3 separate regions of the Anas platyrhynchos genome follow, and all the other regions are linked to region 2. A link is a contact called in public Hi-C data. All regions are on one chromosome and are shown on one strand. The core of a region is the stretch at or near the end of the contact, and the rest is flanking DNA. Distances in the headings are between cores, read along the strand shown. Region 1 has its middle 9.3 kb from the start of BHLHE41. Region 2 overlaps LMNTD1 (lamin tail domain containing 1). Region 3 overlaps RASSF8 (Ras association domain family member 8).

Region 1 (4,357 bases), core at 1,548-4,047, 340 kb after region 2:
AACTCTTGACACCGCACAGGTCTACCCAAAAGTTCAGACCATGTGACTAAGTGCACAGTCCAATCTCTTCTTAAACTCAGTCAGGCTCGGTGCAGTGACCACTTCCCTGGGGAGCCTGTTCCAGTGTGCAACCACCCTCTCTGTGAAGAACCCCCTCCTGATGTCAAGCCTAAATTTCCCCTGCTTCAGCTTAACCCCGTTCCCGCGGGTCCTGTCACTGGTGTTAATGGAGAAAAGGTCTCCTGCCTCTCGACACCCCCTTACGAGGAAGTTGTAGACTGCGATGAGGTCTCCCCTCAGCCTCCTCTTCTCCAGGCTGAACAGGCCCAGTGCCCTCAGCCGTTCCTCGTACGTCTTCCCCTCCAGGCCTTTCACCATCTTTGTAGCCCTCCTCTGGACACTCTCCAACAGTTTCATGTCCTTTTTATACTGTGGTGCCCAGAACTGCACACAGTACTCGAGGTGAGGCCTCACCAGCGCAGAGTAGAGCGGGACAATCACCACCCTTGACCTACTAGCGATGCCATGCTTGATGCACCCCAGGACACGGTTGGCCCTCCTGGCTGCCAGGGCACACTGCTGGCTCATATTCAGCTTGCTGTCTACCACGACCCCCAGATCCCTCTCTTCTAGGCTGCTCTCCAGCGTCTCATCGCCCAGTCTGTACGTGCAGCCAGGGTTTCCCCGTCCCAGGTGCAGGACCCGGCACTTGCTCTTATTGAACTTCATGCGGTTGGTGATCGCCCATCTCTCCAACCTATCCAGATCCCTCTGTAAGGCCTTTCCACCCTCATTCGAGTACACAACTCCTCCAAGTTTGGTGTCATCAGCAAACTTGCTTAAAATACCTTCTACAAACTGCAGTCCAAACACACACCTTCCCAGTGTTGTGCCCAGAACACAAACAACCCATGTTTACACATGCATTTTTCTTTACTGATGGACTAGGAGTGCCCACAAACATCGTCTGATGACAGCAGCTTGTTAGACGATGGTAACTCCTCTCCCAGATGTTGAAGGATGCATAGGCAGCTTTCACTCTGATCCTTGCCCACACATATTCCCATCTTCTTTAGTTGCCTGTGTACCACTTGTAATAAGCAGTTCCTCTCTATTCCACATGTATTTTCTACTTTTTAAGCAGCCTGATACTAAACTGGTTTTCCCTACTCATTGTGTTGGTACATTCCCCTCTACAGATGCCTCCTTCCTGACTTTACTCTGGAAACTGAAGTCTTGAGTATAGTTAATTTAGTTTTCAGACCCAGCAAACTGTGCTTATGCCAAAACCAGAGCATCTGTAAGATTCTGTAGAACTGGAAAAAGCAACCACATTCATGCTTTCAGTCCCCTAAATCATAGCAGCTTCTCTCTAGAACAACAGAGGGCACCATTCTTCTCTCATAAAGCTGCAGCTGGAAGAGGCATAGCCTTGCATTTAAATAAAAGTTTGGGAACTATAACATTTCTCTTTCAGTAGGTGATTTGGATAGAATGTTCTTCCTCCAAGGAGGTTCGTCCTTGCATATCCCACATCCTGGGGGAAGGCCCTGGTTCAAAGCAGTTCTCAGGCAACTGCATTTCATCTCTCTTGTGGATCTTGTCCTTGTTTGCACTGAATAATTAAGCAGACACGTACTGAGAAATAGCTTTAGCCTATTGATTAGGGTATTAAATCTGGGCTAAGAGGAAACCAGAGTGCCAGTTCCTACCCCAGCTCCTGTAAACATCCATTATTTGTTTGTTTCTACTGGGCTTGTAACATAAAATGCACAAACAGGGCAGGAATCTAGGTTTCTCCTCTCAGGTGACTGCATTATCTTCTAATTATCGTGTTGTCCTACAGGTGCCTCCAGCACAGCCTCCCTGCCACCTGGCCAGTGCTGCCACTGCTGACAGCTTTGAAGTAAAGGACTGTATCTATTTCAGCTGCTGAAAACATGCTGATTTGTGCATCTACCACTGTGAAAGGCTTTGGGGCTGAGTTCTGACTAGGAGGCAGTGATACTCGTCGAGGCCCGGAGAGGGCAGGGGCACAAATGTGTCCTATTAACTGGTTTGTACTGCTCTCTTCTGGTCCCATTGTCTGTAGTGAATTCTGTCCCAGGCAGCTCCTGCCTCTGGGCTATGCCATGTAAGCAGCAGCAGGGTTATGCTGTGACCAGGACTGATGGCTGATCAAAGCCCCTTGGCTGCAGCAGAAAACAAACTAGGAGAGCTGCTGAGGCTGTGCTAGTGTGTTCCCTGCTCAGTGCAGCACAAGGGTCCAGAGGGTGCCAAAGACCTCCAGCTTTCCGAGGTACACCTTGAAAACAGATGTAAATGGAAGAACTGCATATGCAACACGTATGGTAGGGAAGGCTAGCAGCATCTGAATAAAGTTCAGGTATCCAACACGCGTAGCAGATGCTACTTGGGGGATAAGCACTACTGGTGCTCAAGTCGTTTTGTGGAGCCAAAGAAAGGCTGCTGTGCCTGCAAGCCAGTCTGGTCTGTCGTTGTTGTTTGTTTTTTACTTGCATCAGCTGTGCTAATAAAAGCTCTTGCCTTCCCCTGCAGACTCTGCTTATACCCACAGACCTTCACAGTAACAACATTACTACTCGAAAAATGGCCTCTGCCCGAACTGTTCCCTGATTAGTTTACTAGAGCCCCAGCTAATAAAAGAGGGTCGGGGAGATGTCGCCGCCGCCGCCATGATAACCGAGGGCACGCTCGGCACCGCCCAACGCCCCCAACGGGCGCCGTTGCCAGAGGAACCGCCGCGGCCCCGCCCGCACGTGCCCGGCAGCGTGCGCGGCGCTCGCGTGGGCGCGCGCGTGAGCGGCGGTTGCAGCCGTTGCGCGCCCGGAGTGCGGTGGGTGTGAGGCGATGGCGGGGGGGCGGCCGGGACCGGGACCGGGGCCTCGCCGGCCGCGTGAGGCGGCGCCTCTGGGTCCCGCCCTGCGAGGGGCTGCCCGTCGCGTGAGGAACAGAGCTCGGCTTGAACGTAAACGAAAGAAATACTGAATAAAGGCTTTCTGTGTCCCTGGCTGCCGGTCTTGCAGGCGCGTTTGGAGCTCTCGCTGCCGGTGAAAGCGCTGTTTGTGCGCCTCGGGCCGCCTCACTGTTGGAGAGGCTGTCCGCGCTGCCCTGGGTACAGCCAGGGGAAAAAGCTGGTCCTGCAGCTGGACGCTGGGGTGCGGTACCATGGGCTGTGCCGGCAGTGCTGATCTCTGCCAGGGAAATACTGATGGGGGTGACGCTACCACCACGCACCCGGGGCCTCGGGTCGCTGCAGTAAGCTGTCACCAGGTGTGAAGCCCCTCACACCGTAACTAGGCTGAGTGCTGTTCCTGTGTAGATTCGCTTCTTTACAATGTTATCTGTAAGCTAGGCTTGGTGCTTGCCTGCTGTCAGCTAACAGCAGGGCTGGAGCTGTAGCAATTTTGTTGATAGACTGCAGTGAGAATCGAATCCACTTCAGCATCTGTCAGATCAGTTGGCTCTGTAGTGCAGATATGACTCCGAACGCACTTGGGGAGCCAATTTTCTGCTGAGTAAGGGGGTGCCATATTTACATAGCTCTGAAGTCGTTCTTCAGAAATTGCTCGGTTGTGAGAGTAATGTGACCACAAGGTTTTCTTTTTTGGTAACTGGTTCTCCAGGTTTTGCTCTGGATAGAAGTATTTTGGAGCGAGAGCTAGCCTCACCTTTGAGCTTTGAGAGAAAGGCAAGCAGAGATGCAGCTAGGAGATGCTTCCCTTTACTGGCTGCTGGGCTGCAATCGTACGATCACACAGACAGCACTGCCCAGCAGATGTCTGTGTGCAGGGAACTGCTGATACCAGAGGATTGAGGGGACCAGTTCCCAAAGCACTCATCCAAGATTTGCGCTAGTCTGTGTTGTGCAGCTTCTGTTAGATCAAACACCTCGCTGTGAAAAACTGCGAGGGGGAAAGGAATGTGGACGTGTTTCTAATGAGGAGCAAGTCGGCATTTCTAATTTGATCCTAGATCTCAGCTGAAGTCAAAAATCTGTAGAGGCAAGTGATATCCCGTGCACCCGCTTTTAGACTAAACCAAGATAAACGGGAACAGGGAAGCTGAGCTTTAAAAATACATAATAAAAATAAATTAACAAACAAATAAATAAAAAGGCAGGCCTCTGTGAATGCTGGAGAAAGAGCTGTCCCCAGCCCCTTGGCCCTAGAGAGCAGCGTGAAATCACAGTGCCTGCTTTCTGGGAGACACAAGGGCATGTCTTCTCGCCCGTGCCAGGCGTCACCTGCCTCCTGTGGGGCACAGCAGGAGTGCCATTCCAGTAGGAGGCACGCTCGTGGCCCGGGAAAGGGCAGCAGCAGGTGCGGTGCTGCTA
Region 2 (4,854 bases), core at 2,246-4,745:
ATCACGATGGTGGTGATCCTGAATACTGCCTGATCCAAAAACATTTAATGAACAGTGCCTGACAGATAGACTGTTAATTTTTTAGATAAAATGCTTAAAATATAAATTGGATTATAAAGTACTTATGAAATGTTAATTTTGCCAAGGGGGCTGATGAGCTCCAGATACAGATAGAGCAGACAAAACAGTGAGAGTCATCATTTGTTCTCTCAACTTTAACTTACATTTTTGTTAAAACTCAAGCCATTTTGGGCGATGGCTTACGTTTGACAGAACTCAGTTTTTAGTTACCCTTTGGAAGCTATGACCGGGAAATGCCCCCATAAGACATTGCAGATGGCTCTTTCCATGTACTGCTTGGCAGATGTGCAGGAAAATTACACTGGAAAGTTGGCTCTCATGTGGGCTTTGTACTGAGGCGCTAATGCATGTGTTGTAATGCTTTGTAACTACATGATTTTTTGGTGCTTCTTTTTTTTTTTTTTTCTTTTTTGAGTTTCTGTGCCAAATTAGAAATCCAGTTGCAAGTGGAAGCGTGAAATCTCACATCTTCACAAGAAGGTAAGCAATGACCTGAATATCTGCAGCCCATCCTGGAGCACCGTACTGCCTGCTGGTGAGGGCCTGGGTGCCAGAGCAATGCTGGAGGCCTCTAGGGACAGGGATGGGGCAGGAACTGGGCACCAGGCTGTCACCTCCCCGCTAGCAGCGCTGCCCAGAGGCCCTCAGCATCACAGGCTCCCTTGCCTTTTCTTTATCAGGTTCTTCCTGTCCATTTATTTCCTCTCCTGCTTTCTGCCCACTTTGCCCTGCCTCACTCTTTTTCCCACTCCTTTCCCCCTTATTTTGTCACCAGAGCTTTAGTGTTGAACAGGGTTGCCTTGCTGGCTCCTGGCTCTTTCTTTCCTTCTCCCATTGTCCTCTTCCCCAGTCCCTTCATGCTCCCTTTATCCTCATGTCTCGTGGTTGCCTTCCCCTGGCCTCCATTCCCCTCCACCTGTCTCCAGACACCTTTGCCTCTCCTGCATTGCCTTTCTCTGCAGCTCAGTGGGACAGCCCCTTCCGTCCTGTAATACACAATAAATGTTTGTTCATTGTCTTTTGTATTATAAAAACAAGGAGTTCTGTTTGAGGAGCGGGAGTTGCAAAAGCTCCCTGCTGAAGTAAGGAGCTGTATAATGCTTGGCTAGACACTATGAAAATTCTTTTGCTTAATGTAACAAAAAAGAGAACCCCCTCCCCTTCTCTCCTTCTGCATCTCAGTTGCCTCTTTTGTTCAAAGACCCTGCTGCAAAGCTCGTGTACCCATCTCCTGATAAGTTGCTAAACTAGTGTATCAACATCCTACCTTCCTGTCTCACGCTGGGCCAACATGACCAAATAAAAAAAGAAGTTGAACCACAACGCTGAGGAAGACTACGGCCTTCATCTTCACGACCACCAGAGGGACAGAGATGACCTCCTAGCAACAGTGCGCACAGTCGTAGAATATACCAGGATGTGCTGCGTAATCCCGGAATTACCAAGATATAAAAAGGGACCCTGGCGGGGGTGAGGTGCGCGCCGTTGGCGGAGCCGAGACTCCCCGGCCGCCCAGCGCTGTTTTGTTTGCTGTTGCTTACTCAATAAATTCCTTTCTATTATTAATGCAATGCTCTCTGAAAATTAATTAAGGGGGCAATTTATAACACCTCCCACCCACTGGCTGAGGAGATGAGTCTTTTTTTCCTCACTAACGCCAGTCCTGGTACCCAACTGTCTGGGGACTAAATAATGTGAAATAACTTTTGATAAGGAAAAGCACCCACCTGTTGATCAGAGTGATGGTGATAGCTGCAGAGGCTCACCAGGGCCAGACATTGGGCTTCCTTCTTCCCTTTGTGGTCCAATTCCCTGCAACAGTATTGCCACCTTCATGTAAAATGTTCTGAGGGCCCAAAGGTTGCCCTGAGAACCGAGGAACTCTCCCTTTCCCAAAACTGAAGCCTGGAGTGAGGTGCTGCCTGCTTCTGGGTTATAGGTCCTGCAGAACCTGCTGCCATGGATGACACCAAGCTAAAACAGCTCTGCAGGAGTCTGAGGCAACTCTGAAGCCTGTCCTGTCCTGCTTTTGTGCTTGAGGAGGATTATTTCCACCCCAGTCCCATTGCTCAGCCCCATGCACAGTAGTTGGCCAGGAAGCCAGGCATGGGGATGTCAGGACAATGCCTGTGCTTAAGGCCTTCACCCTGCAGCCAGCTCAATAAGTTTTGTGTGGTCCCCGCCTCCTCACACCGCATGGGCAGGGTGTAGTGAAGGCCACAGCTGGCCAGGCAAGCCTCTGCTTCGCAGCATATCCTTGGCTCCAGGAGACAAATTTTGAGTTTCTACCTCCCTTGTGTGTCTCACCTGCTCCAGGAGCAGCGCTCCTTGCCCCTGCATCTCCTCGCCCCAGCACCCAGCGGGAATGTCCTGTTCCTGGGGTGGAGATGTGGTACCTGCTCTGTTACCCCCAGAAACACGCTCAAGGGGTACTTGGCAGAGCATTGCAAGGACACGTTGGTGAGAAGCAAGCTTTGTTTTCACTGCAGTTTGTCTGAGCCTCGAAGCCACCATCAACACTTCTCCACAGGCAAGAGGATTCATTTTCATCCTGCTTCTACTCCCCTCCCAGCACTGCAGTGTGCTGCTGCTTTCCAGGGATTTGGGCAATGTGGTGAGCGTTACCTAATGTTTAATGTTATTGATTCTTACTACAGTCGTTTAAAGTACAGGAGTGAGAAACTGGGATCAGAGAAAAATCCGAGGCAAGGCATATCATGCCTGCTGGCAAGAAGACACCAAAATCCTATGAACCCTGATGTGCTGGTCTCAGGGAAATGTAAGGGCTCAACTCTTTGGAGCAGGAATAAGGAACTCCATGACAAAAGCAACTGCAAAGGGAATTTTAAATTAAGTAGGGATTTTAAATTTTAATAGCATTTAAATTTTAAATAGTCTATCTCTCTGTAAAATGAAAGCAATATTTCTGTTCCAATACAAAATGGACCAGATCCTATGCAGCTGTAAGTTGGTGGCCCTCTGTACTGGAATTGAGGGAACTTAATTGATTTGTAGCAGCTGACAATCTGCCAGTTTATGCTCTCTCCTGGAAATACACTCCTCCAATCATCTGTCTGGTAGTGCAGCCTTGATGTTTCATTAATTTGCAAGAAAGCTGCTGCCAGGATTGACACACGCTCTGGCAATGCGGCTGAACAGAAAAAAAAAAAATTGCTCTAAAACTTGTTATCGTCTGTCATGTTATTGAAGCTAATTTAAAAAGCATTTCCCAGGCTCCCAATCTCAAAGGATCACTTAGGGATGTTGTTTTTCTTTCTGTGTGTATGTTAGGAAACCACTGCTAGCATTGTGTTTTCCAGGCTCTGTTTCTTTTAGAAGAGTGAGGGCAAGGAGTCATCGTGGAGGAATGGGAAAGACCCTTCATGCCCTGCCAACACATGACTATCCTCTACACTCAGAGCTTTGTCCTTCACAGTGTGAAATGACTCATTGATAAAGGTTTTCACTACTTCCTTTGGGAGATCATTAAACAGCCTTTCAGGCTTCAATGTTAGGATGTTTTTCTTGATAGTCAGCCTAGACATTGCTCTGCTGTTTCCTCCCATTGCCCCTAGTTACACTTCGTCCCACCCTAAACAACTCCCTTTCCCTCCTTGTGCTGATATGCATATTCTCAGCATATCAGAAAAGGCTGGGGAACCAACACGGAAATAACACATGAGCTGTCTTGTCTGCAGAAAAAACTTGCACTAGAGGTCCTGCCATGATGCTGTAACCAGGAGAGTGAGGAGAAAGGAAGGTATTTGCTGCTATGTTGGCTGTGCCTAACCCAGTGTGATGCCTATGAAAATTAATGGGTTCAAGGGTCCTTGGGAACTTCACAAAGCTCTCTGTTAGGCAACTGGACCTTACAAAGGTGTGCGCTCATGTCCAGCTCCCTTTCACCAAACAGTGCCCTCAACACAGCCAGTGTTTGAGGTAAGGGGATGCAGCAGGTTTAAACGACAAGGCTACTGTGGAATCCACCATCCTTCGGAAAAAGAATGAGCACAGGATTGTAAAATGGCATCAGGGGCTGTCTTGAGGGAGTTAACTGGATCATCTTCCACCACTAGCTTTCCCACTGGAACCTCACAGATCTTGTTTGTCATAGTGATAATGTGGGTTACTGCAAAAATACCAAGTCCAACAGAAGCAAAAAGATCCCTCTGGATGAATCGCTAATATGAAAAAAACAAACAAACAAACAAACAAATAAACCATAATAATTAATGGCAACATTTTGTCATGATCACAAAATGAAAAGTACTTGAAATTTGTGTTTATTGACTTCTACGCAGCAGTAAACAGCCTAGCAAAACAAAAGGGAAGAAAAGCTGACAAATGTGAGGCTACAAATGCAGTGTAAAGGAGAGCACAGAGCAAACAGGCATGGCTTTAGTGGTCAGAGATGCTCTTTGTCTCCCTGTCTTAGTGGGAATTTTGCAGCTCCCTCTCCGCTATTAAGTGCAACAGAAGTCTTTTTGGCTTTGACTGTCTTCCAAATCTGTGCTTTAAATATCTACCTCAGTTTTGGGAAAAAGTTCACTGCTGCCAGATCTTTTCTTTTTCTCAGCTACGCACATATATTAGACGTATGATTTAAAGGCATTTCTCAACATCCAGACAAAAATGTTGACTTTTGTTTTTGTAAATAAACAGCAATGAGATGTTTAGCTCAAAACTGCTGCACTACAATATTAACTGTAGGAAGCATTGTCTCTGCAGAGCTGGAATTAATAGATGTTTGGCAATGAAGAGGGAGCTCATGTA
Region 3 (4,931 bases), core at 803-3,302, 320 kb after region 2:
AATAAGGAAGGGCTGAGTTGTTCTGCCAGGTGCTGCATAAACACAAACAAGTCTGTTTCAGAAAGCTTTTGGACAACATACAAGACAAGAAGCAGCATACAGACATTGCACTGTTCTTTGTCAACAATCAAAGCAACCTGCTTTCTCCTTGCTAGTGGTAGCACTTCAAAAATAGCAGTTTGTTATAAGGATACCTGTATTCTTAAATATTCTGTCATTAGTTTTGAATCAGCTCACTCACCCTTTAATTTGTGAATTAATCCCCTCTAATGCAAGCAAACATCACTGTTGTGGTTTTCTAGGTATTGTTAAACACTGTCATAAATAGCCTGAATAGAGTAAACCTAGGTAATGATCTCAGATGAGGACAACTTTGTTTTAGACTAGTATTGAACTCCAGGTGTGGCTGTTGAACTGTGTAAATATGACTTTTACTAAATACTTTCCTTTATGTGGCTCTTGAGCATGGAGTTCATTATTTAGGACTGCATGTTGATTTGGAATCCTGATCTAAGATGGAAATAGTTCTTGGCAAGCACTTTGCTTAATTCCCTTTTTCATTTTTGGTTGAGATTGCTAGCTGTATTCCCTTCCCCCCTTTTCTGTTTTGCCTCTTACTATGTTTCTTTTAAGCAGTGCATTTAGTAGCAAAGTGCTAAGAACTTGCATGCTGACCACTCCCCTAGTGGTACCCTAATTACAATTTTAAGACTTATTTGAACCTGGCTGTTTCTGACACAACAAGAACACTAGTAGCATTACCATGTTTACAAGATGAAAGCTGAAAGCTTTTAAGATTAACAAAATAGAGTGGAAAATACAACCTTTGTCCTAGGATCTGTAGCACACTTTCATTTTTCTTCCTTGGGGTTTTATTGTTAGTACACTGTGGCAAACAGCACTAGGTTTATTTTTCCTATAATAACACTGATGCCTACTACAAACCATAAATCTTAATGGGTCAACGAACAATATTGTGGGTTGGTGAAACAAACAAATAAATAACATCTGACTTTGTATCTTGGCATAATAAACTTGGTTTTGAAGTAGTTTATGACAATAAACTTTTAGATCTGTTTCTGAAAATGTGGGCTAAGCACAGTAGTATGTTTATCGATAGACTTTCATTTTTCCCCAGTGCTTACCTCAAGTCGTTTATTTATAAGGCATTAGGGGAGGTGGAATGTTTCCATACTGCTTGCCCTGTTTTGCTGACTTCAATCATTTAAATCTTTGCATCTTCTTTGAGCTTTCACTCCTAACTTGGAAGTGAATGTGGATGCTTTGGCCTCTTATTTGGCCAGCTAACTATTGCTGGTGTGATCCACCAGCCAAAGCAATCTGCTTTCTAGATTGTGCCTGTCAAGCTGATTTTTGTTGTTGTCTTCATCATGAACTACTTGTGAGAAAGTGAGATCAGAGGAGCCATTTCCAGCAAACTACCCGTTCACCTGGGGAGCTCTTTCAAAGGCTGGTCTGATGCTAGCAGATTTTAGGGGGCTACACCATGTGTCAATTGGTGTGGCAGAGCTTGCCTCCTACGGACTGGAGGTGGGGAATCTGTGCGAGTGTTGCGGTTGGAGGCCAGAGGCAGACTTCCAGCCCAAGACTGTACCTTGGGGGAAAGTGCAGGTGGAGAAAGTGAACAAAACACATCAGATGGACATCAGACACCTTTATTCCAACTCCCCCAACTCATAGTTGCATAAATGACTGGCATTTCAAGCGTGTATGTGCTGACATAAGTTACCATTTAAATGATGGCCTGTCGTGGCAGTGGATATGTGTATGGCATTAAAATAGCAAACGATGTGTTTAGGGCTAGCGGTAACCACAGAACCGTTCCAAAATCCCCTGGGATAACGCGTGCTTTAAAACCAGTCGATTTTCGGCACCTTTTTGCCCGCGACGCCGTGGGCTTTCGCCCTCACGACGGAGACCGCGCGGTGTGGGTCGGTCCGTCCGTCCGTCCGTCCGTCCGTGGGGGCGCCCCGCGGGCCGTGCCGGGGAAGGGCCCCCCGGAGCCGCCGATGGGGCCGGCGGCGGGCCCTGCCCTACCCGGGGCGGCGGCGCCCCCTGGCGGGGCGGCCGCTGACGCCTGTCCCTGTTCCTGTCCCTTCAGGGCGCACCGGTCGCTACGCGCTGATCGAGAAGTGGCGGGACACCGAGCGGCACCTGGCGCCCCACGAGAACCCCGTGGTGTCGCTCAACAAGTGGGGGCAGTACGCCAGCGACGTGCAGCTGATCCTGCGCCGCACCGGGCCCTCCCTGAGCGAGAGGCCCACCTCGGACAGCGTGGCTCGCGGCCCCGAGAGGACTTTGTACCGGCAGAGCCTGCCACCCCTGGCCAAGCTGCGGCCTCCAAATGACAAAGCCATGAAGCGGAGGGAGCCGAAAAGGAAGTCCCTGACCTTCACTGGTGGGGCGAAGGGGCTAATGGACATCTTCGGTAAAAGTAAGGAGTCTGAGTTCAAGCAGAAGGTGCTCAACAACTGCAAAACGACGGCAGAAGAGCTGAAGAAGCTGATTCACCTCCAGACAGATAAACTGCAGTGCATTGAGAAGCAGCTGGAGTCCAACGAGGCGGAGATCCGGTACTGGGAGCAGAAGTACAACTCCAGTCTGGAGGAAGAAATCCTCAAGCTAGAGCAGAAGATCAAAAGAAACGAAGTAGAGATCGAGGAGGAAGAGTTCTGGGAAAACGAGCTGCAGATCGAGCAAGAGAACGAGAAACAGCTAAAGGAGCAGCTCCAGGAGATGAGGCAGAGGATCCTAGAATGCGAGAGCAAGCTGAAGGACTACGTGTCGCAGATCCACGATATGGAGAGTGGCCTCGAAGCGGAGAAGTTGCATCGGGAAGTTCAAGAATCCCAAGTGAATGAAGAAGAGGTCAAAGAAAAGATTGAGAAGGTGAAAGGTGAAATTGATATTCAGGGCCAGCAAAGTTTACGATTGGAAAACGGCATCAAAGCTGTAGAAAGATCTCTGGGCCAAGCTACCAAACGGTTACAGGTAAGAACAACCTTTTTATCTATGGCTAAACAGAAGTCAAAAACCTGATTATAACATTTTTTTTTTCTAGCACAGATTTCAAGCTGACAAAGGAATGCATAAGGAACTTTCCATGGTGAACTTGGGTAAAAGGAAGAAAAAGTTGCTTCCATTTTCAAATTGCGATTCAGATTGCTTTGAAGAACAGTCAATTTTAATTTTATCTATCACAGACAACCTCTCCTTATTCACATGCAGGCTAAGTTCCTTCCCCATCAGTTAGAGCACGTTTGCTGCCATTCACTGACTGCTCAGTGACCTCTGAGAAATCATTCAGAGCATATCTTCACCATACAGTGGAGTGTGATAGCAAAATACCAGAGCTAGTATCAGCCAAAGTAGCTGAGGGCAATGCAGCCGCATCCATGGCAATGCATCTGGCCCCTTTGCCCTGCTGTGAGGGAGTGTTCATTACCTCAGTGTAGCACTGTTACGCTGGTGAGTCTGCATTGTTCCACAGCTCAAAAAAAAAAAATCTCTTGCATGAACAATAGCACATTCAGCGCTAGCCGAGGGATGGTTGTATTGCAGGGTGCTGAACAGGACCATAGTGCTCTTGGCCGAACTCTTTTAAAAGCATTTGTCTTCAAACCTCTGTTGATTTAGGGTTAGATAACTTGAGAATTTAGGCCCCAGCTCTTGGCAGATCAGTGCATTATATTAAGTTTCAGGGAAACTGGCACCACCATAGCCTTTTCTGAAGCTAAACTTCGGATTGTTGTTGGTTATTTCTGCTACCAAAGATGATGAATTAAAAAGTACAGTCCAAAAGCAGCATCTGGATAGTAGATGGATGTAGAGTTAAAACAGCTGCTATCTTACAAGGACATTGTTTTAAAGAGCAGCATCTCCCTTTTCCTGTCCAGCTTGCCAGTGTTCAGGATTTTCTCTCCACATCAGGCAGTTGTGGCACGTGTCACAAGAGAATCCAGTCTCTACTTCCTTTCAAGAGCTGATGATATCTCTTGGAAATTAATAGAGCACGAAAGAATAAATATAAATGGAAATACAGCTGCTAGCAGAGAGGTGAAGGAGAGATTGTAACTCTGGGGATCAAATCCTAGACTTTTAACGTACCACGTAAGACTGAGGAACCAACACATCCATTTGAGTTGTGATTCTGGCAGTATTCCTGGGATTCACAATCACTGTATTTCACAGGGCTGCAGTTGCAATCAGATAATTCCACTATAAATATGTAAAGGGATTTTGCATCCTTACTCCTGAACACCCAGAACCATGTGTATAAGTTGTCTTTACAAAATGAGTGAGAAAAATGTGATCTTTTCACCTAAAGCAAAACAGATGAAAACTGTAAGCAGTTCTGGCCATATTTTTCTAGCCTAGAGAAATTATGCATACAGATTTCTGCTAACTGAAATTATTGAGTCCTCAGTAACACTCACTGAGGCTATGATTATGTTCAGAATGTTCTGTGTTACATTCCTTTTGTAGGCAAGGGTTTCACTTTCTTATGGAAGCTCCTGGTAAGTTCAGGTCTTTCAAGCTTGTAAACTTAAAGGTGCATTGATCTGGAAGATCAGAATGAAATAAATTCAGCTCTGTATTACATAGTTTTGGGAGCTAGAAATAGAGAAATAGCTTCTTGCGTGCTGAAAGTTAAATAATATTATCACTGATAGAACTAATTGATACGAAAATAGAAAAGTTGAGATGGGGTTTTTAGACCTTTCAATATGAAAGAAAATGTTAGTTCACTATACTGAAAGTGATGAGAACACAGCTGGCATTTTTAATAGACTTTTCAGAAATGTCTGGTGATTTGCCTTACCTCTTACGTCATTCCTTTTCTTTACCATCCTCCCACCCCCACCAGTAGAGATAGCTTTCCAAAATATGAGGCTATGTTCAGTTATGGA

What was found. A called contact is a pair of places that touch in the nucleus more often than the background predicts.
Region 1: a contact with region 2 is called in a Hi-C map of subcutaneous adipose tissue, with 2.7 times the contacts expected there. The contact joins two enhancer-like sites. A contact is called at or near these places in 3 of 8 Hi-C or Micro-C datasets (F1 follicle, liver and subcutaneous adipose tissue).
Region 3: a Hi-C map of F1 follicle shows a contact between it and region 2, with 4 times the contacts expected there. The contact joins two enhancer-like sites. A contact is called at or near these places in 4 of 8 Hi-C or Micro-C datasets (F1 follicle, liver, skeletal muscle and 1 more).

What each region holds. Positions count from the first base shown.
Region 1 is chr1:75,359,716-75,364,072 of IASCAAS_PekinDuck_T2T, reverse strand. No RefSeq gene overlaps it. Among named protein-coding and RNA genes, the nearest start is that of BHLHE41, 9.3 kb to the right of the region's middle. Within about 2 kb of position 2,797, at least 2 of the 8 cell types and tissues checked have an H3K27ac peak or open chromatin away from gene starts, as enhancers often do. A contact at or near this core is called in subcutaneous adipose tissue, where this site is marked.
Region 2 is chr1:75,699,597-75,704,450 of IASCAAS_PekinDuck_T2T, reverse strand. It overlaps LMNTD1 (lamin tail domain containing 1), which reads right to left. Exons shown (of 11, transcript XM_072042043.1): 11 at 4,349-4,854. It overlaps LOC140003150 (a long non-coding RNA gene), which reads left to right. Exons shown (of 2, transcript XR_011811194.1): 1 at 1-561; 2 at 1,391-1,647. Among named protein-coding and RNA genes, the nearest start is that of KRAS, 50 kb to the left of the region's middle. Within about 2 kb of position 3,495, at least 4 of the 8 cell types and tissues checked have an H3K27ac peak or open chromatin away from gene starts, as enhancers often do. A contact at or near this core is called in subcutaneous adipose tissue, where this site is marked.
Region 3 is chr1:75,378,847-75,383,777 of IASCAAS_PekinDuck_T2T, reverse strand. It overlaps RASSF8 (Ras association domain family member 8), which reads left to right. Exons shown (of 6, transcript XM_027450014.3): 4 at 2,123-3,012. Among named protein-coding and RNA genes, the nearest start is that of BHLHE41, 29 kb to the right of the region's middle. Within about 2 kb of position 2,052, at least 1 of the 8 cell types and tissues checked has an H3K27ac peak or open chromatin away from gene starts, as enhancers often do.